Linked DNA regions of Mus musculus: all the other regions are linked to region 6. Evidence: chromatin contacts called from public Hi-C, HiChIP or PLAC-seq and promoter capture Hi-C data. All regions are on one chromosome and are shown on one strand. The core of a region is the stretch at or near the end of the contact, and the rest is flanking DNA. Distances in the headings are between cores, read along the strand shown.

Region 1 (2,700 bases), core at 38-2,537, 1.2 Mb before region 6:
GAAAGGTCAGTCACCAGGGTCTGCAGATTTCCTTTTAATCAAGACTCTGCTCAAGTGTTTTGTGGGGCTGAGAGCCCCCAAAGCATGAAATGAACATGTAATACCACCTGGAACCCCCAAAGCAGGCCAGACCACTCTGGCCAGCACTGCTGGCTTCCTGAATCCGAGTACTCAAGACTGGATGTTTGTTGGCTCCATTTCAAAGCACAGTACTGCCTTCAGCCAGGACGACGTGGGAGTGAACCCAGCTGCTAGTAGAGTTGCCATCCCAGGCTGAGGGCCAAGTACCAGCAACTGCCCGTGAAGACTGGCCCCTTTTAGTGAAGGGAGTTGGTCACAGTCCAGCCACTGGCCCTGGAAAGGGACAGAAGTCAGGGTGCCCGGCTAGGGTATGATCAAGACTCCGAGGCTCCATCGCCAGCATCCTTTGGAAGGCCACCTCTGGCCGATACAGATGGCTGGGGCGGCGCTCCAGACTTGGCTGAACCGTTCTAGTTGGAACAGAAAAGGGGGGAGGGGGGATGAGCCCGGAGGAAAGGCCTTAAGTTAGGCCCCACAAGAATAAGGCCACTTGGCATCTCGACAGTACCATGCTTTTTCAAAACCTCGCTCAGATCAAAGGAAGTTAAGCGGTGGGGATGCTCTTCCACCTGCCTCCTTTGGAGCGGGGTGGGGGTGGGGAGCGCGAGCTAGACCAGTGCAGTGAGTGGGAAGCGCCCACCTCCCCAGGTCCAGCCCGGAGAGGGCACTGGGCACTGACCCCGCCACCAGCCGGTTCTGGGCGCCGGCGGCCCAGCTGCCGCAGCATCTCCTCACAGGCGGCGATGGTGTCCAGAAGCTGCCGCTGCCGCTGCTCCACGGCGTCCAGCAGCTGCTGGGCGCGTTCATCTCGGGGCGGCTGCGGGGGTGGCCTCCCGCCGAGCCCCAACCCCGCCTTCCCACGGTCCACGCCGGCAGCCTCCCTGCCCGGGAGAGAGACGGCGTCAGGGCCCGGCGCTAGGCGGCGCGAGGTCGCGGCCCCAACCCACCGCCCCGCCGGCCCGCTCTCACCCCCGTGACCAGCCTGCGCCGGGACCCCACTCCATCGCCGCCCGTGCCACCCGCTCACCACCCCTCCGCAGTCCGCCCCCCGCGCCGCGCGAGGAGTCCGCTAAGCCGAGCCCCGCCCCGTCCCCACCGTTCTCCTTCAAGTCGCCTGGGGGTCGCGGTCCCTTTAAGCGGCCGGGAGCGGAGGCGGGGCCGAGCCTCGCGGGCCGGAAGTTGCGTCCGTGCGTCACTTCCTCCCGGAAGCGGCTCGGCACGGATGTCTACGGCGCGTCCGTGCGCGGGGCTGAGGGCCGCCGTGGCGGCCGGCATGGGGTTGAGCGACGGGCCGGCTAGTTCTGGCCGCGGCTGCCGCCTCCTACGCCCTCCTGAGCCCGCTCCGGCGCTGCCGGGGGCCCGGCTGCTGCGGCTTCCGGAGAGCGAGCCCGTGGAAGCCGCGAGCCCCGAGCGCTCCGGCTGGACCGAGGCGCTGCGGGCCGCCGTGGCCGAGCTGCGCGCCGGCGCCGTGGTGGCGGTCCCGACCGACACGCTCTACGGCCTGGCCTGCTCGGCGAGCAGCTCGGCGGCCCTGAGTTGCGTGTACCGCCTCAAAGGCCGCAGCGAGGCCAAGCCGCTGGCCGTGTGCCTGGGCCGCGTGGCCGACGTCTACAGGTGAGGCGGCCCCGCTGGGGGCGGCCCCGCGGGAGGGGTTTCCGGTGACAGCCTCGGGAGACCGCGGCGTCCGCCGAGCGCGGGAGGGGCTTGTCCTTGCTCCCCGAGGAGGAATCCGGAACTGGAGATTGGTCGGGAGCGCTGACGGCTCGCCAAGATCCGCTCTAGACAGTCGGTCGAGAAGCTGAGTTAGGCGAGCATGGCACTCTTCTCCCGGTGCCCTTGTGATGGGCGGAGGGGAGGCCCGTTTCGGGGTAACGCCTTCCAGATGATTAAACGGATTGAGATTGTATCCACGTGCCACGGCGCTGTGGTTTTGTCCCCCAAGACAGGCGGATAGACTTAAAGCCCAGGGTACTCTGTGGAGTCTGTCTTCTGCCAGAACTCCGAGGAAGAGGGAGTAGAGAGTCAGGTAGATCTCGTTCATTATACACGCGAAGGGGACCCCTCTCCAGCATCTGCCTTAAGTCCCCAGGAAAGGTCCATCAGGGTGATTTGGAGAGGATTTGTGCTCCTTTGCCTGCAGGTACTGTCAGGTGAGAGTACCTAGGGAGCTCCTGGAAGACCTGTTCCCAGGCCCTGTGACCCTGGTGATGGAGCGCTCCGAGGAGCTCAACAAAGACCTGAACCCCTTTACTCGTGTGAGTCAAGAGTTTTCCCTTTTCCTGCGATCTAAATCAGACGCTTGCAAGCCCTCGATGTCTTCCTCACGTTCTCTTTTCTTGCTTCCCAGCTTGTTGGCATCCGGATTCCTGACCATGCCTTCATGCTGGACTTGGCCCAGATGTTTGGGGGACCACTTGCACTCACTAGTGCCAACCTCAGCTCCCAGGCCAGTTCTCTGAGTGTTGAGGTGAGAATTGGCCCCAGCAGGTTAAACTGCTGTTTCCTTAAAATCAACAAGGCTAACACTGTAATGGGATTGCCTGGCAGAAATTTGGGCCTTTGGTGCATGGGTGAGAAGGTTACCCATTTGGTGTTGGTTAGAGGAGGGTATCCGAATGA
Region 2 (2,738 bases), core at 100-2,599, 1.1 Mb after region 6:
TTTTTGTCATTTATGTAATGTGGCACCTTAAAAGGTCCCTCTAGGGAATGGGTGTGGGCTTGGCTCCAGGTTCTAGCTCCTTAGGACCCACGAATTCTACTTACCGTGCCTCAGTTTGCCCGGTTACTCAAGGAGGAGAGACAGTGACACCAAAGAAATACAGAGAAATAGGAGTCATTGTTGGGGACCCTGACTCAGAACATCTCCCAAGGTCTGTCCCTAGGGTGGTGGACTGTCTCAAGGCTCCAAAGCCCACACCTCACCACCTTAAGTTTTCAATACCAGACAAGGTAGAGGATGTAGCTCGCCTTCTACCACAACTTGGAGCGCCCGCGTGCCCTCAACACCCGCCGGGAAAGTCAGAATTCAGAACCGGCCCCTCCCCCATCTCCTCAGCCCCTCCTCCTGCGGCTTCCCCACGCGGCCCCCTCCCCCCCATTACAGCATTGCTCTGGGCGCCAAGACGGATTCCAGCCAGGGACTGCTGCAGTCAGCTCTCAGCGCTTCTGCAGCTTGTGTCCTGGCTCTGCAGCTTCGCGCTGTGCTTCGGACAGTCCCCTTTCCCCCCTCTACCCCACCCCCGCCATGGCACAGCCCCTGGCTCGGGGCCCAGAGGTGGGCGGGCACAGTGGGCACGGGTGGGGCCCCCAGCTAAGACGGCAGGTATAGCGGGGTTATCCCTGCACACTGGGGATTGCCTCCGCTGGCGGACTGTGGGTGAGGGACGCCTGTCAAAGACTCGGAGGCCAGGCACAGCGCCCCGCCCTGGCAGGGGTGGGGCAGAAGGGACTAGTGCGGAGAAGGGGGACTCCTAGAGCCCAGGCCAAGAGCTGGGGTCGGGTTTACAGACCCGGGAAACTAAGGACAGGAGCCTAAGAGGACGTGCCTGCGAGGGGGAGGCTGTGTGTGACATTCAGGGTGTGACTGCCTCGGTGAGGCAGCCGTGTGTCTCCCCCAGCTGCCCGCGCTCTGGGCTTGGGTCCCGGTGCCCAGGTCTGCTGTGCGCGGTCGTGACACCGAATGTGCTGGTTCCTGGGTCTTCGGTACACACCGACCCGGGGGACCACATTCGCACCCCCGAGCTGGGCCTCCCCGGCGCTGTCGCTCAGAGACGCGGGCGCTCCTCCGGGACCGCGGCGGCTGCCCGCCGGCTGCGACCTCGGTCCTCGCGGGGCCGCTGCGGGGGCGGGGAGCGCGGGCCCCCTCCCTGTCGCGGGCTCCTGGCTCGGCCGCCCTGCGCGGGGGCGGGGGCGGGGGCGGAGCGCGCGGGCGGGATCCCCCCGCCTCCCCGTCCTGGTCCCCGGGAAATCCAGCCTCCGTGGCTTGGCCGCCTCCGGCTCCCGCGCCCGCGGCCGCTCAGCACTCGCTCGGGGCTCCGCAGCTGGCGCGGCCCCTCCGCCGGGGGCTCCGCAGTGTCGGGTCCGGGAGCCCGCACTCGCTCCCGCAGCCGCAGCGCCCCCGGCCCGGGCCGCCGGCACCATGTAACCCCGGCTGGAGCCCGACCGGGCCAGGTAAGCAACCGGGAGGGGTGGGGATCGGGCCGCGCTTGCCGCGCCCTCTGCAGCGCCCCCCAGGCTCAGCCCCGCTGCAGCCCCGGCGCCGCCCACGCCCGGGGCTCCAGCGGCCTGGACTCCGGCCCCGAGATGGGGGGGAGGGGCTGGGCCTCTGCGGCCGCCCCCGGCCTCACCCTGGGCCTGGAGGCCGGCGTGACTGACCCCGGGGACGGGTTGGGGACCACGCGCTCCGCAGACGCGCTGTCCCGGCTGGGGCCGCGGGAGGCCAGCCAGCGCCCGCCCAGCCCTTGCCCGGCTGGAATGGAAGCTTGGGTCTGGGAGGGAGTAGCCTGCTGGCTGTGGGGGGAAGTCGTGGTGTTGGGGAGATCCGGAAAGAAGTTTCCTCTGCAGGTGTGTGAGCGTGCATGTGATGAGGGTGTCACCGTGTGGGTCTGTGGGTGAGTGAGTGTAATGCAGTGAGCGTTCAGGGTGTTAACCGTCCATGAGTCTGTCGACATATGTGTGGTTGAGTGTGTGCTGGCACTGTGTGGCTGTGTATGTAGGTGTCTGAGTGTGTGTGTATGAATGGACGTGCGTGTGCATGTGCATGTGCGACTATCTCTGTGAATGGGTCTGGGTATGTGTACTGTGTGACTGTGTGGGAATACATCCAAGCAGGGTTCACCCACACCTGGGTTTTGCCCCGCCCCCATTCTTGGTGGGACTTAGCACGGGAAGATCCTACTTTTCCCGAGGTCAGACCGCCCCCTCCCTCCAGAGTCTCCTTATCCTGGACACAGACAAGAGCACTCTGCACCTTCATCTACTTCCTGGGGCACCCTCTGCGAAGTCACTGGTATCTTTCCCTCATGCTGAGTCCCTGCTGGTGGTGAGCCTAAGGCTGTATACCTGTGTGTGGGGATACTTTTTTGGGGGAGGGTGAAGAGTACTAGGAGCTTGTGTTATTTCAATGATGCTTGGCCAAAGGCCCTTTAGAATGAGGAGGCCAGGAGGAAGATCTACCTTGTTAGTCATTGGAGCAGGTGGCTTTTTCCCAGAGTTCCAAGTCCCAAATCTCCAAGTTCTGGGTCGTTGGTTTAGCTCACGGTTCAGGTGGGTCTGTACTTAGTTCCTTGAAGTAGTAATAGAAGAATGTATCTGTATCAGTCTAGGACTTTTGAAAAATTGTTCCTCTCATTTCTTCTTGTTTCTCTAACTGCCTTGGAAGCAAGCTGAGATGCTGTC
Region 3 (2,852 bases), core at 82-2,581, 1.2 Mb after region 6:
GGTGTAGAGCCAAGGCTGGTCTTGCGCCTCAGGACTTCTCAATGCTGTCATTTCCACTTTAGCTGGGGATTCTGTGCTTACCCAGGTCTGCTGGAGGGAACTTCTAGTCACTATTAAGATCCAGCTTAGGGATCTGTCCTTCCAGGGAACCTCCACTCATTCTTCTTGTATGGACGGACAGTGTCCTCTGTTATGACACTGTGTGGGTCTTCCTGTTTCTTCTCCATCCAGGAAACTACGGAGGGCAGTCCCCATTTGTATCGCCAATGTCTAGCTTGTAGAATGGCTAAATGCCAGCCTGTGTTCTAGACTGTTCTGATCTCTTCCCACAGATTCAATGCACAAGTAATCAAGGTCTGATAATCACGGTTGCTAATTTCTGGCAGCTTCTTCCTCCCCATCTTCGCTGTCAGGCTTAGCTTTGGGCTCTTTGATCTAAAAGAGGAAGAATCTCTAACTTGACAGTACAGTCTTGAAGACGCTTCCTGTGAGAGTACCCGTGACCTTGAGAAATGGCTCACTGCTAACTTAAGGGAAGCTGGGTAGACTTAAGGGAAGCTGGGTAGAGCACTCCAGGTAGATGAAAGAACATGGACACACAGGCTTCAAACGTTGATTTTTAGCATGCTATTAGTGGGAAGGAGACTGGTCAGGTTGAGAGCAGTGTGGGCAGGTTGAGAAGGCAGGACTATGGTAGTCCATTAGAGAGCTTGGGGTGTGAGGCTTTTTCTTATATGTGATAAGTATAATTCCGCTCAGGGACAGGGGAAACATGGAGGAAGGAGAGTGAGTACTTGCGATCAGAGGGTCTTGGTACTTTCAGCAATTTGTAGACTCACTAACGCTACAATCTAGTTCCCTGCGAGATGTGTGCCTGGCACAGTATTTTACAAACAAGATGTTATCTAACCCTTGCAACATCCCTGCTGAAATGGAAGGTTTTAACGCTATGCAGAAGAATTGAGGCTCAGATTAATTAATGATGTTCCCAAGGACACACAGCCTGAAAGCACAGATCCCAAGAAGATTGAAAGTACTAGGTTATTCTCTGCTACGGGAGCTTCTGGAGGTCAGGGGTTGGGTTTTCGGTTTCAGTAATATCCGACCTAGGTAAGTCTCGGAAGACACCTAATGAACTTCATTTGGATCAATGAAAGCTGACTATTCTTTTTTCTTCTTCACAAGCATGTGGCAACGTCACAGGGGAGCCTCCGAGCCGTCAGGGGGCGCTATACTATTCTGCGTTTAGTCCAACGCAGGGTCGGGTGCCTGGCTTCCTTTCTTCTGTAGCTGGCTGGAGCTCAGCCAATCGCTGCTCTCCGAGAGATGCCAGTGGGCGGGGCCTCGGGCGCGCCCCGCGGGCCACTGGGAACCTCGGCGTCCCTGTTGCTCCCGGCTAGCGGGCGCAGCGCGGGACCTGTCCGGGGTGTGCGGGCTGGACCGCAGGTGAGTTCCCAGGGCTGAGGGCACTTCGCTTCCCAGGATCGCTGGCCCCCAGTCCCACGGGAACGGCTCCTCCTAGTTGAGGGAGCGATGGTTTCCGTGACCCGCTCGGCCTCGGCCAGCTTTTGGTGGCCGAGTGTGGACTGTGGTCAGATCTCGTCCGCCTCAGGCCCCTGCAGGCCGAAGGGTGACGAAGCCACGCGTGTGGCGTGACTGGACAGGGAACAGGAGCTGATGACCCGAACCTCACTGGCGCTCCCATCCCAACTTGGCTGGCTGTCAAGGCTGATGGTTTCACCTTCTCGGACCTCCTACGACTGCTCTCATTTGGAGAGCTTCCGGTGGGCTCAGGCACTGGGACAGGTTTCCTGGCGGCCCGGTTGACCTGTACCTGGAGCCTTTGGCTGGCGCCCCTGCGTGTCGGGCTGGAAATAGGCGTTGCAGTATTTGGGAAACACTTGTGCTACTTACATTTTGATACCTTCGGGATGACTTCATGAAGTCTAGCTGCTTATGATCATATCCCTATACCCCTTTGTGAGTGCGGGTGGAAGGCTGCTGTAGTCTTCCATAAACAAAGCAACATGTTTATGCTGCCTGTCATTCATTCGACCAACAAACTTTTTTAGCTCTTTGCTAGGGAGGATAGCAAGGGTGGGAAGAGGCACAGAGCATAGGACGATCCGGACATCCTTAGTTCTTAACCTTGTGGAGCTCCAGGGTGTTTTGAGAGCTGTAGACAGGTAGGGTAGGCCCACATAGCTTACCGAAGAGAAGGTTGTGTTGTATACATGGATGACTGGAATTCGGACAAGAGCACATAGAACTTGGGCTTTCTATGTACAAGAGTAATACTCATAGACTGGTGCTTGATATGCCCGCCCTAAGACAAATTGGAAAATTGAGAGTCTCTACCCAGGAATTGTATAAAGGACTTGCACTTGGTGTGGACCTGTGATCACAAGCACTTGGCACTGGAAACAGGAGCGTCGGCAGATCAAAGTTATCCTTAGCTACTTTGAGGGTTTGAGGCCAGGCTGGGTGCCATGAGAACCTGTCTTAAAAATAAAAACAAGCCCAACGGTGGTGGCACATGTCTTTAATCTTGGCACTAAGGAGGCAGAGGCAGGCCAGTCCAGTCTCTGAGTTTGAGGCCAGCCTGGTCTACAGAAGGAATCTGAATGGCAGGGCTACACAGGGAAACCCTATCTCAAAAAACCAAAACCAGCTGACCAAACAAACCCCAAAACTTAAAACAGAAAATAGAACGAAGTACTGAGTTAAAAATAGAATGGAGGATTGAGTTTGGGGTTCTTTGGAGCTTCCCCTCTTTGTTAATGTGTACATTGTAAGGTTTCTCGGATCTCATGATATAACTTCAGAGCTCAGAAGGAAGGAAGACTTTCAGT
Region 4 (2,850 bases), core at 338-2,837, 1.3 Mb before region 6:
TGTGTATGTATGTTTGTGTGAATGTGTGTGTATATATGTGTGTGTGTATATATGTATGTGTGTGTATGTGTGTATATGTGTGTGTGAATGTGTGTGTGAATATGTGTGTGTATATATGTATGTGTGTGTATGTGTGTGTATATATATATGTGTGTGTGTATATATGTGTATATGTATGTGTGCATGTGTGTGTATATATGTATGTGTGTGTATGTGTGTGTGAATGTGTGTGTATGTATTGTATGTGTATGTATATATGTATGTGTGTATGTGTATGTTTGTATGTGTTTTGTTTGTTTGTTGTTTTGAGATAGAGTCTTATCACATAGCTCAGGCTGAACTTGAACTTGTTCTCCTCTTGCCTCCATCTCCTAAGCGCTAGGATCACGGGTGTGAGCCACTTTGCATTGCGCCGATGCCTCTTTCCTGGTGCATGCACTGTCACACACTTGTAATCCCAGCTCTCTATACTGATTCACTCTCTGCCCCTACTCTGTTTGTTTGTTTGTTTGTTTGTTTATGTTTCGTTTGGTTTGGTTTCATGAGACTGGATCTCTATGCAGCCCTGGCTGTCCTGGAACTCACTATGTAGACCAAACTGGCCTAGAACTCACAAAGATCTGTTTGCCTCCACCTTCTGCCTCTTCTGCCTCTGCTTCTTCCTCTTCCTCCTCTTTTAAGGAAAGGCAGTCTAGATTTCATTTTCTAAGCCATACAGTGGCTAGGTGTGGTGGCTCATACCTGTAATTCCAGCAAGTGGTAGGCGAAAAGCAGAAAAATAAAGAATTACATGGAATTGGGGCTGGTGAGATGGCTCAGTGGGTAAGAGCACCCGACTGCTCTTCTGAAGGTCGGAAGTTCAAATCCCAGCAACCACATGGTGGCTCACAACCACCCGTAATGAGATCCGATGCCCTCTTCTGGTGTGTCTGAAGACAGCTACAGTGTACTTTACATATAATAAATAAATAAATCTTTTAAAAAAAAAAGAATTACAGAGAATCAGAAGTTAACCTGTGCTGAACAGCAAGCATATCATTGCTTGAGTGTACCACGTTTTTCTTAAAGACTCCTCTGCCAATAAACAAAGGTTGTGTTCAAATATGTATGAGTTTTATTAAGAACAAACCCACCACCATCTCCACTTTACTGACAAACACACTAAAGTCCAGACAAGGGGAAAACATCACCAGAGGTCACACACTGAAAACTACTGCTGCTTCCAGTTCCCCTTTCCGTTCTGTATCCTTCAACTTATCCGTTCCTGCTAGTGTGTCCCTGCCGGCCCAGCTTTCTGCAGCAAGCCCCGGGCAAGCCAGCTGTCTCTCAACCTCAGCCTACAGGATTCTTGCAGGCTTCTTAGAGACAGCCAGCTTTCAACGCGGAGGCAGCGCTCCTTCAGACCCCCAGCCAGCAGGGGGAAGCGTAGCCACGGTCGCGGATAGCACCCGCTTGCTCTCTTCGTGGTGTTCCTTTTTTCTTGAGTCCCCCAAGACACTTCCGGGACACGCGGAACTTTGGTGCAGCCGGATGCTGCGCGCTGAGACGCTGGCTGAAAGGCGGCAGGCGGTGTTTCCGGCAGTGTTAGTGGTCCGCCTTGAAACGCCGTGGCCAAGGGAAAATGGAGACAATTTTAGAGCAGCAACGGCGCTATCATGAGGAGAAGGAACGGCTTATGGATGTTATGGCCAAAGAGATGCTTACGAAGAAGTCCACGGTGAGTGAGCCGTGGTCCGGGCCGCATCAGGAGGCGGGCCTGGGTCCTTTGCCGAGCCCTCGCGCTGTATTTGGCCTCGGAGCTTCTCTGCGCCCCATCCTCACCCTCCTCCTAAGCTGGCTCGGCACTCTGGCCTCGTTAACGTCCTCCGAGGGCCCCTCAATCTTCCTGCTTCAGCCCCTGGGACCTAAACCAATAAGCGCATCACCCCTCGGGTGCTCTTTCCAACTGCTAAACTCAAAGTAACAACGTATGTGTTACCGTTTGCCTTTCTGCAGCTTCGGGACCAGATCAATTCCGATCACCGCACTCGGGCCATGCAAGATGTGAGTGCGCCGCCGTCCGCTTCCCCTGGGGTCGGGCTGGGCGGGAAAAGTGCAGGCTGGGAAGGTTGAGTGGCCCTGCGTGATTTCTACCCCTGAGTTCTTAGACAAGCCCCTCTAGGGTACCTAATCAGATGTCCTATCTCTGCCTCCCAAGTGCTGGGATTAAAAGTGTATGCAACCACCTCGGGATCAAGCTGTCTCTTAAAAGTGGTGGAACTTTGAAGACCATGTATCTCATGAGTTTTCCTTGGGTTTTGCCAAGACATCCTTTCTTGTTTACTTAGCCCTGTGGTACAAATTTGCTTCATTCTGATGGCTTTGCGCTTCTGTTTCAGAGGTACATGGAGGTCAGTGGGAACCTGAGGGATTTGTATGATGATAAGGACGGGTAAGTGACGGTCACATCCCTTCTAACAATTAGTGCTTTTGAGGAGCCCTGGTGAGACCATGGGCTGTGTGCTTTATGCTCTTCGGGTTTGTTGATATCTTGCAGACTGCGGAAGGAGGAGCTCAATGCTATCTCAGGACCCAACGAGTTCGCTGAATTCTATAACAGACTCAAGCAGATAAAGGAATTCCATCGGAAGCACCCAAATGAGGTAAGGCCTCCCAACTTAGTGTCCTTAGACCTGGCCGTTAACAAAAGGGAAAGATGCAAAGGAAATGGAGCTATGCCATGTAGATGTCACTCCAAGAAAGAACGTGCCACTTCACTGCATGTTAAGTGACATCCTCTTGGCATCCCTCTGCAGTAAGAGAACACGGTGAAGCACTAGGGCTGCTTCACAAGAATGTCTCCTACTCAAT
Region 5 (2,849 bases), core at 103-2,602, 1.2 Mb before region 6:
GTGATCTATGATGGCATGAATTCCCTTTAAATTCGGTGCCCAGAGGTATGGGGTGTGGCAGAGACAAGTGACTCGCCCAGGTATCCTCAGCACAGAGCATGGTTTTCAGTAAGTGTTAGCTGGAGAGGTGAGGAGTACACATCTAAGCAAAATGTGCAGGTGCTGGACCCCCCCCCAAGTGCATGCATGACCCCCCCCCGTGCATGAGTGACCCACACTCCAAGCTTTTCTGGCTGCTGTAGCACCTGAAGAGAGAGGGGCTTCGCCCCACCCCCACCCCGTGAAAAGCCACAAGGTGGATGCAACTGCCTCCCATCAAGTTCAGCTCAAATGGTGAAGCTCAGCTGCTTCCTTCGTCCTAGAGGGCCCCAGCCCTCTTCACCCCACCAGATGGTTAAACCTTCAGCTCGCAATAAGTGACCTTCATTAAATAGAGGTCGTGTCCCACGCTTCCTTGCGGCTTCTTCAGCTCCAGCTGAACTCTTCGGAGGACTGCTCCGTCTCTCTCCCAGGGACCTCAGATTCCAGGTGCTGCATTTCTCGTCATTCTCCTGGGGTACTCAGAGGAGAACCCCAGCCTCTGTGGGCAGAGGTTGTGGGGTATGCTGCTTGTGTGTCTGGAGAGCAAAAGCAAGAACCCGGGAAGCGGATTTTTGGTGCAAAATCTGCCACTGCCCGCCTCTCAGCGTCCACATGGTTTCCCATCCTGGGAAGCAGTGCTGGTAGGGTGGGACCCTGTCTCCAATTTGACTCTTTTTCCAAACAGCGTCTGGAATCGGCCAGTGTGTGTGTGTGTGTGTGTGTGTGTGTGTGTGTGTGTGTGTGTGTGTGTGAGATGAGGTTGGGAGAAAAAGGAGGAGGGATCGAACCGTGAAACGTTGGGAACCGCAGATACAGGAAGAGGCCAAGGGCTGGGAGACACCAGCGCTCCCTAGAGCCTGAGGTCAGGATATCAGGCTCGGAACCCCCCCTACAAGTCCTGAAAACAAGGGTGCTCCCAAGGCTAGCTAAGAGGCTGCAAGTGTCACCGCTTCCCCCGCGGACCGCCCCTCCGTAAGCCACGCCCACAGTGCCTACTTCTCAGGATTCAGGGAGCTAAGGTTTAAGGGTCTCTAGTCCACCGACGCCAGCTTGTCTCGCTCGCCAGCAACCCTGCTAACGCTCAGAGCTGCCCTACCCCCACGGTTTGGAGATCTTCGGGACCCTTGGTTTCCCCCTCCAGCTGGGCGTTCCGCCCCTGGCCTACGAAACCCCACCTCCTCATCCTCTGCTGACCCGGATTGGTGGACCTCCCGCGGCGATGCCTAGCGATTGGTCCCCATGGATGATGGTGACCAGCGAGACTCCGCCCCAGCCGGCGTTGGGGTCTGGGGGCACTGCTCAGCGGTGCTGGGCTGGCGAGGCTGGAGCCGCCGCCGCACTGACAGCTCCGTCTGTGGACCATGGAGACTGGCGCCGGTCCACACCCGCTGCGCCTGTTCGTCTGCCTGATACCACTCTGCCTTGCTCTGCTTCTGGGACCTGGGCGCCCCGGGACCGCCGAAGAAGGTAAGGTGGGTTGTGCCTGGGAGCCTGAGATGCCAAAAATTAGGGAGTTGGGGAGGGGGCTAGGAGATTGGAGTAAGGATTCGTTGGAGAGACTACTCTGTGTTGGGGCTTGAAACCAGCGGGCAGCAGAGCGGGAAAGAACTAAAGAAAGAGGGGATGTTGTCTAAGCGATAGAGAAGAGAGGGGTATTGAGGAGCTTAGGTCTGGAGACCTAAGAGGCTGAGAAAGAAAGGCTAGGGACCACAAGAGCCCGAGGCAGGTTCAAGGGCCGGTGAGACGGACAGGCTGAGTGATTGGAGGTGGGAGGTGTGGGGGTGGGGAGATGAAGGGAGCAGAGAAGCCGAGGGGATGCGGCGAGACCAGAGCATGAGGCGGGATGGAGACTAATAGCAGGGGCCTGCGGGGATCGCAGTGTGGATAGCCGGGGGTGGGGTGGGGGGTGGGGGACTGGATGCTAATCCCGCGGGCTGCGTCCGGACACTGCTCGAGGTGCTGCCCGTGGAACTGTCCGCAGTGCTGAATCGAGATCGAGTCCCCCGCGCGCGGTCCGCGTTGCGGAGGATTTGGGTCTGTCGGCGACATTAGCACCGGAGTCTTGCCTATGCGCTTGGAACTGTATGTTCAGTTGAATCCAGACGCGTCACAACCAGGTGCAGAACCTGAGATGCTGGAACAGACTCTGCCCGCAGGGTCTGTCCTGGCGCGGGATGGCAGATGCCTGCCAGGATGCAATTCCCAGGCACGGTCGGTGACGAAAACCCAGCACACTGTCAGCTGCCCTGCCCACCGTCGCGGCAGAGAGTCAGTCTCTCTTGGAAGCTCTCACCTTGGAAGCCCACCCCCCTTCCTTACCACTCTAGGGAAGTAATTTTCTGAGATTTGGAGATGGCCTGGCTTCCTGTCTCTAAGCTGAAAGCTCTACTCTCCAGACCCAGGCTTTTCTGAGCCCAGCTGATGAAAGGATGCAGGCTGCTGCTCTGTCACATCCTGAGGGAATAAAGTGACTCCAAGCTTTTCTGGTAGGGAGGAGGTGGAGAGGGTCATGGATTATGTGTGAAAGGGCCCATGACATTCTTTCAAAGGCAATAGAAGTGGCAGCCCCTGGGAAAGGGGCTGAGCAGAGAAGCAAAGAATTCTGATGTTTTCTGTTCCACTTCATTTTCACCAGAGGCTCCAGGAGACAAATGAAAAGAGTATTGGTCTCCTCCACGACCTCAGATCTGAGTGGATTTGGGGTACACCCAAGGATTTCCAGATCCACTCATTTCCTCCTGCTAGCTGACAGATAATATAATAAATTA
Region 6 (2,871 bases), core at 203-2,702:
AGACAGGGTCTTATGTAGCCCAGTCTGGGCTCAAACCAGCTATGCAACCAAGGATGACCTCGAACAACTTTTAATCCTCTTGCCTTCCATTCCAAAGTCCTGGGGTCACAGGCATATGCCACTACACCCAGTTTTTACGTACCACTGGGAATCCAACCCAGGACTGTGCATTCTAGGCAGGGACTCTGCTAACCAAACCACATCTTCAGTTGCCTAATGTCATTTGAGTTTCATGTAACCACATTTGTCAGGATTATTCCCTGTGCTAATGGAGACCTTTCCACAAAAGCCTTGCCTGTCTTGGGTCTACTTTCCCCGGCCCTGATCTCAGGCTTGGGATGGTGTGTTCTTTCCTTGCCCCTCTCTTTACCCTCCCCACTACTTTTCCTTTATATTTGCCCTTGCATCCCTCATTTCAGTTTTACCACAGCTGAGTACCGAATACTGACTATTTAAACATGTGTTTTGTATACAGCTGCTTCGGTCTATAGGCTGAACAATGTAAAAGACATTGCTACCAATCTCATTTGATGTTTTGAGAACACTGCAGCCCATAAAGGTAGACTTTGCCCACAGGGTCTCATAGTAATGGCTCAGTACCCTACCAAAAACTCTATCCTTAGTCACTGAGATACAAGCCAACGAAAGAAGGCTAGAACCTGAGGGTTCTTACAGGGCCCCGGTGTCTGGAGGAGGGCCAAGAAAGAATATTAGCCTCTGGAGAAGGTAAGGAGAGTCCCACAGAAGCCCTAAAATAACTAGGACCTAAGACAATGGTTCTCTTTTTTTTTTTTAATTAAAGATTTATTTTATTTTATGTATATGAGTACACTGTAGCTGAACAGATGGTTGTGAGTCTTTTTTTTTTTTTAGATTTATTTATTGTTATATGTAAGTACACTGTAGCTGTCTTCAGACACTCCAGAACAGGGCATCAGATCCCATTACAGGTGGTTATGAGCCACCATGTGGTTGCTGGGATTTGAACTCAGGACCTTAGGAAGAGCAGTCAGTGCTCTTAACCGCTGAGCCATTTCTCCAGCCCCAGGCAATGGTTCTCAACCTTCCTAATGCAGAGATACTTTAATACAGTTCTTCATGTTGTGAAGACCTCTAATAAAATTATTTCCGTTGCTAGTTCATAACTGCAATTTTGCTACTATTATGAATTGTGATATAAATATCTGATATGCAAGATATCTGATGTGTGACCCCTATGAATAGGTCGCTCAACAACCTTCACCCCCCATGTGTCTTGACCAACAGGTTGAGAACTGAGGACCAGGTCAGGAACATAAGGAATTTAGAAAGTGATTAGGCCGGATGCAAGGTCAATAGGTGACATTATAGCGTTCACACAGTGCTCCGGGCCTGTAAGCGTAGAAACAGGCCCGCCCACCAGGCCAAATTCCTGGGCTCCGCCCCAGCTCCCTGACAATCCGGAACCGATCCATTCGCTCAGCCCTCGGCAGCTCTTGTCGCGCTCTCACCTCGATTGGTCGAGCCCGAACCGTCATGGCTGCGCCCATGTAACCTGGATCCACCGCGGAGCGGGCAGTGGCGGTGCGGGCCCCCCGTCGAGTCGGGAGTCAACATGCTGCGGGCCGCGTGGCGTGCGCTGAGCTCTGTTCGTGCCCAGGCGGTGACACGGGCCCCAGTCCCTGCGCTGAGGGGCGGAAGTAGCGCCAGTCTGCTCTCTGCGCGCTGTGGCCTGCAGCCTCCGAGTGAGCCGCCGAGCTGGGTCCCAAGGGACTGGGCGAAGATGGAGGAGACCAGGCACCCGGAGACCCGAGAAAGGCAGTGACAGGATGAGAAAGAGGGTGATGGCTAGGGAAGGGGTGATGAGGAGGGAGATAGGGAAGTGAGGCGGTAGTTAGGTGCAGGTGCCTACAGTTCGTGGGAGAAGGGACATGAGGGGCTGTGTATGGCAGAGTCTCAGCCCTTTCTATTCTGCGTAGGTCTACTGCGCGCCGCGCGAGCATACGCCGCCGTCCAGAAACCAGGTACGAGGACTTGGGTTGTTGAGACTTGAGGCCGCCTGGAAGGCTTGGGGTGGACAAGGGAACAGAGGTGGCGCGCAAAGGGACAGGCCAAGACCCCCCCACATTCATTGTTTAGGGGTGCACGAGAAGGTAGAAGTAAGAGCTTTCGCGTGAAAGCACTCACTCATTTGACAATACAGATCACCAAAAGCTCCGCCTCGTTGTGTGCATCCCTACTGTGTCAGATGAGAGTGAGGTCGAAGCCCGAGGTCCAACCCAGTCCAGCTTGGCTGGACCCAATGAGTGTGTGGCTGGCAACACTAGCAAGAGTTACAATTCTAGGAATGTAACACTTTTTATCTGCTATTCTGAGAGGAAGGATGAAGTTTCCCATCCTAAGTTAGCATGCCTTAGGGCCCTCTAACAAACACATACTATTTGAGGCAAGTTTGCTTTTTTTGTGAACCAGCGCTGAAATGAGTGTCAAAGGATCCATTGGAACACAGTTAATAGGATTCAATCATGGCAGCGGTATGAAAAGCACCCTTAACCCCGTGCACAATAAACTGTGATATCATAGTCTTTATTGCTTCTAGTGTCCTTTGCATAGTGGCAGGACAGAGTCTGGCTTGAGAGGATAGATTATCTTGGTTGCGCTGGACTGGGTTGGACTACAGGCTTCAACCTCACTTCCAGTGACATAGTAGGAATGCACACACAGAAGCCGAGCTTTTAGTGATGCGAACTGGCTATTGACATTCCCTTAAAGCTAGCAGCACTTCCTCTCACCCTGTACTTCATTCATGTGGTCAACCAGCAAGCTTTGTTAAAGTGCTACTTCTAGACTAGACTATGGACTAGGCTGGGGAATCGAGGAGTTAAAGAGAAG
Region 7 (2,838 bases), core at 22-2,521, 1.3 Mb before region 6:
TCTGAGCTAGCTTCTTTTGTCCTGTCTTGAGTTATATATAGTCTTTTTTTTTTTTTTTTTTTTTTTTTTTTTCCGAGACAGGGTTTCTCTGTATAGCCCTGGCTGTCCTGGAACTCACTTTGTAGACCAGGCTGGCCTCGAACTCAGAAATCCGCCTGCCTCTGCCTCCCGAGTGCTGGGATTAAAGGAGTGTGCCACCATCCCCGGTTTAGCTATATATAGTCTTTACCTAGAAGGGAACAATGGAGTCTGGAAGAGAATAGTTCCTGTCAGGGTAAATGGCCAATAGAATGTGGCTAAGGGGCTTGAGGACAAAACCTGCTCAGGGCTGTCTATCTGGGCATTGCGGTGAGATGTCTCCTTAGTTAAGAGAACATATTGCTCTTTCTTGGGACCCAGTTCCCACCACACACATCAGGTGTCTCACAGCCTCCTGTCACCAGCCCCGAGGATCTGATGACCTCTGGCCTTCTTAGGTGAGCGTGCACACACACACACACACACACACACACACACACACACACACACACACGGTGCACATAAATTCATGCAAGCACACACACATACACACAAAAAATTAAAAACTAACAGATCTTTAAAGAAATAAAGAGCCAAGAGGGCCACATCGTCCTCCGCTGTTAAGAAGAGTCCTCCGCGCTGCCTGGTGGTTGTCATTACTGTGTCACAGATAAAGATGCCACACATTTCAAGTTCCATTGACAGAAAAGCTAGATAGGTCTTAAGAACATTTAGCAGTTCCTAGACGGGAAAATGACACAGGAATTGGAGTTGGACTTCCCTCTGGGCACCCAGCACTTATTGGCTACGGACTTTGTCAAACAGTTTTGTCTCTCTGTTCCTCCGTTTCTCCACCTGGCAAGTGGAGAAGGTGACATACATGAAGCCAGGGCACGGTAGTTATCTGGAAGTGTTTCAGAATAATAGAAAGCTGTCCCTTTCTGCATGTGAAGAGTTGAGGATGGACTTAACTTGAAAATAAAAGTTAACATCATTTTTTCCGTTAGGGTAACATGACCACTTCCTTCTGCCTTGGACATGGGCCTTGGCCCTTTGATTTAGTGGGCTGAGAAAGGCGTTCCTCACGCAGGCTTTCCAGAACTGGGACGCCCGAGTATGCTTGAATACAGACTGTAGATTCTAGATTTTTAAATAGAGTAAGGGCGGGGAGACCCACCTACTCGTCCATGTCCGACTCGGGCATGCTGGGACTTGCAGGCTGGCTGTCCGTCCTGTGACGCCAGGGCCGCTGGGAAATGTAGTCCTTAATCTGCCCTGGAACGGAGGTGTCCTGCAGGCCCACCGGTGACAGCTCGGGAGGTAGGCTGCAATGACAAGGATCTGAAATAAGTGCAGAGTGGGAGGGGGCTTGCAAGCTGGTTGCTGGGGCCCTTGTCCTGTGGGTGCCAGAATGGACACTCCTAACCTGCTGCTGATGCAACGGGGCCTGTTGGGTGGGGTGAGGGGCAAGGAGCAACGGGACACCCACAGGCTCCGAGGAAAGAGCAGCGGGGCTGGGTTATTTCTCCAGAATAAGACCCTCCTAGCTGAGACTGAGGCGAAGGCTGTCTCCCTACCCCTATTTGGACACACCACCAACCTTTCCCAGAGAAGAGCCAGATGGACCACAACTGCTCCCTGAAGAGGGCATCAGAGCTGTACCCAGAAGCAAGGAGACCAGAGAGCATACTGAACTCCACTGGGAACATCTGGGGCGACACCGAGCAAGGGGCAAAGGGGTAGAAACCCATTTTCTGGAAACGTTGAGAGACCCATTGTAGGAAAGACGGGGAAGGCCAGAAGGAGAAGAGAGATGACCAGGCTCTCTCTTTTCCCTCCACAAAGGCCCCTTTCTTCATCCCCACAGCCCCCCGAAGCAGCTCTAATACGGAATGGGAGGTTCCCACCTGCCCTACCCCAGGGTTTGACAGCTCAGCATGGACCAGTCTGTGGCAATCCAGGAGACCCTGGTTGAGGGGGAATACTGCGTCATCATATCCTTCCCAGTTGTAGGTTGCCATCCAGATCGTGCCTGCTTCAGCCTTGGGAGGTGGGATGGAGGGTGTGGAAAAATTTCTCTCGAAGCCATATGGGAAAAGGTAAACCAATATTTACCAAGTATTCACTTGGCTCTGGTCTCTCTACCAGGTGCTTTACATAGGTAGCTATTTTCTCAACCAGCTGCAAAGTTGGAGACTATTATACCCATTTTGCAGATGAGGAAAACTCAGAGAGGTGAAGTCGTTTGCCAGTGGGAGAGGGAAAGGCAGCGTGGTGGAGTGGGCCGGATGGGGAGTTTCGCCCTTTGGCTTTCAGTTTCCCTTCACTCTGAGCAGCAGGCAGTCCAAGGTGTGCTGTGTAAGGGAGATAGCCGGCAGAGCCGCCTGCTCGGGCTGGTGAGGTACCGGCTGGAAAATGACGCCCAGGAGCATGCGTAAGTAGGGCTCAGACTGCCTGTGTGGGCCATGGGTGGTTCTTCAGTATCCTCCAGCTGGACTTCAGTCATTCTGTCTGAGTCTCCTAGACTAATTAACACAATGATAGTGTTCTGGAACACCGTGTTCTAAGCCTTTAATAATCAGCAAGATGTGATGTGGAAGCTTTTAGAGGAGAGGCAGTTATATCAAACTTGGCCAGATTTTGAGTTTGTGTGAGTGCCCGAGTTTAAATCCGGATGCTGCAATCCTATGCAAATTGTTCTTCATAGCTCCATTTACCCAGAGTAAAGTACAGAGGGTTGAACTGGGAACGAGCGAGCACATGCACCAGGAAGCTGAGGCAGGACTGTCACAAATTCCAGGCCATCCTGGGCTACATTCT

What was found. Promoter capture Hi-C pulls out the DNA fragments that hold promoters and counts their contacts. A called contact is a pair of places that touch in the nucleus more often than the background predicts. HiChIP or PLAC-seq counts read pairs in DNA pulled down with a chosen protein or histone mark.
Region 1: a contact with region 6 is called in a promoter capture Hi-C map of pre-B cells, with 4 times the contacts expected there. The contact joins the promoter of Yrdc here to the promoter of Mrps15 in region 6. A contact is called at or near these places in 9 of 39 promoter capture datasets (the 3T3-L1 cell line, 3T3-L1-derived adipocytes, the HPC-7 cell line and 4 more), 2 of 484 Hi-C or Micro-C datasets (B cells and the HL-1 cell line), 4 of 115 datasets of contacts at active chromatin or transcription factors (astrocytes, embryonic forebrain, extraembryonic endoderm stem cells and 1 more) and 1 of 9 other capture datasets (adipose tissue).
Region 2: a promoter capture Hi-C map of liver shows a contact between it and region 6, with 5 times the contacts expected there. The contact joins the promoter of Dlgap3 here to the promoter of Mrps15 in region 6. A contact is called at or near these places in 3 of 39 promoter capture datasets (liver and pre-B cells) and 1 of 9 other capture datasets (liver).
Region 3: a contact with region 6 is called in a Hi-C map of CD8 T cells, with 6 times the contacts expected there. The contact joins the promoter of Smim12 here to the promoter of Mrps15 in region 6. A contact is called at or near these places in 3 of 39 promoter capture datasets (liver and pre-B cells), 2 of 484 Hi-C or Micro-C datasets (CD4 T cells and CD8 T cells) and 2 of 9 other capture datasets (adipose tissue and liver).
Region 4: a contact with region 6 is called in a Hi-C map of B cells, with 7 read pairs. The contact joins the promoter of Sf3a3 here to the promoter of Mrps15 in region 6. A contact is called at or near these places in 1 of 39 promoter capture datasets (the 3T3-L1 cell line), 1 of 484 Hi-C or Micro-C datasets (B cells), 2 of 115 datasets of contacts at active chromatin or transcription factors (embryonic forebrain and trophoblast stem cells) and 1 of 9 other capture datasets (adipose tissue).
Region 5: a contact with region 6 is called in an H3K4me3 HiChIP or PLAC-seq map of embryonic forebrain, with 4 times the contacts expected there. The contact joins the promoter of Epha10 here to the promoter of Mrps15 in region 6. A contact is called at or near these places in 2 of 39 promoter capture datasets (cranial neural crest and hippocampal neurons) and 4 of 115 datasets of contacts at active chromatin or transcription factors (astrocytes, embryonic forebrain, forebrain and 1 more).
Region 7: a promoter capture Hi-C map of hippocampal neurons shows a contact between it and region 6, with 5 times the contacts expected there. The contact joins the promoter of Inpp5b here to the promoter of Mrps15 in region 6. A contact is called at or near these places in 3 of 39 promoter capture datasets (the 3T3-L1 cell line, cranial neural crest and hippocampal neurons) and 1 of 9 other capture datasets (adipose tissue).

Annotation. Positions count from the first base shown.
Region 1 is chr4:124,849,472-124,852,171 of GRCm38.p6, forward strand. Yrdc (yrdC domain containing (E.coli)) reads left to right here and starts at 1,288. Exons shown (of 5, transcript NM_153566.2): 1 at 1,288-1,695; 2 at 2,222-2,336; 3 at 2,429-2,548. The coding sequence starts at 1,304. Mtf1 (metal response element binding transcription factor 1) reads left to right here. Exons shown (of 11, transcript NM_008636.4): 11 at 1-329. 1110065P20Rik (RIKEN cDNA 1110065P20 gene) reads right to left here and starts at 1,093. Exons shown (of 3, transcript NM_001347196.1): 1 at 1,051-1,093; 2 at 761-962; 3 at 14-491. The coding sequence starts at 1,085. The coding sequence ends at 396.
Region 2 is chr4:127,167,855-127,170,592 of GRCm38.p6, forward strand. Dlgap3 (DLG associated protein 3) reads left to right here and starts at 1,350. Exons shown (of 12, transcript NM_198618.5): 1 at 1,350-1,511.
Region 3 is chr4:127,242,453-127,245,304 of GRCm38.p6, forward strand. It overlaps Smim12 (small integral membrane protein 12), which reads left to right and starts at 1,332. Exons shown (of 2, transcript NM_030252.2): 1 at 1,332-1,446.
Region 4 is chr4:124,713,274-124,716,123 of GRCm38.p6, forward strand. It overlaps Sf3a3 (splicing factor 3a, subunit 3), which reads left to right and starts at 1,588. Exons shown (of 17, transcript NM_029157.3): 1 at 1,588-1,717; 2 at 1,996-2,043; 3 at 2,379-2,431; 4 at 2,537-2,642. The coding sequence starts at 1,622.
Region 5 is chr4:124,880,433-124,883,281 of GRCm38.p6, forward strand. Epha10 (Eph receptor A10) reads left to right here and starts at 1,353. Exons shown (of 17, transcript NM_001256432.2): 1 at 1,353-1,548. The coding sequence starts at 1,443. It also overlaps a transcript of Maneal not described here.
Region 6 is chr4:126,045,476-126,048,346 of GRCm38.p6, forward strand. Mrps15 (mitochondrial ribosomal protein S15) reads left to right here and starts at 1,453. Exons shown (of 8, transcript NM_025544.2): 1 at 1,453-1,724; 2 at 1,959-2,003. The coding sequence starts at 1,595.
Region 7 is chr4:124,740,579-124,743,416 of GRCm38.p6, forward strand. Inpp5b (inositol polyphosphate-5-phosphatase B) reads left to right here and starts at 1,272. Exons shown (of 24, transcript NM_008385.4): 1 at 1,272-1,338; 2 at 1,886-2,012; 3 at 2,358-2,452. The coding sequence starts at 1,956. Gm12915 (predicted gene 12915) reads right to left here. Exons shown (of 4, transcript NR_151694.1): 3 at 1,196-1,343.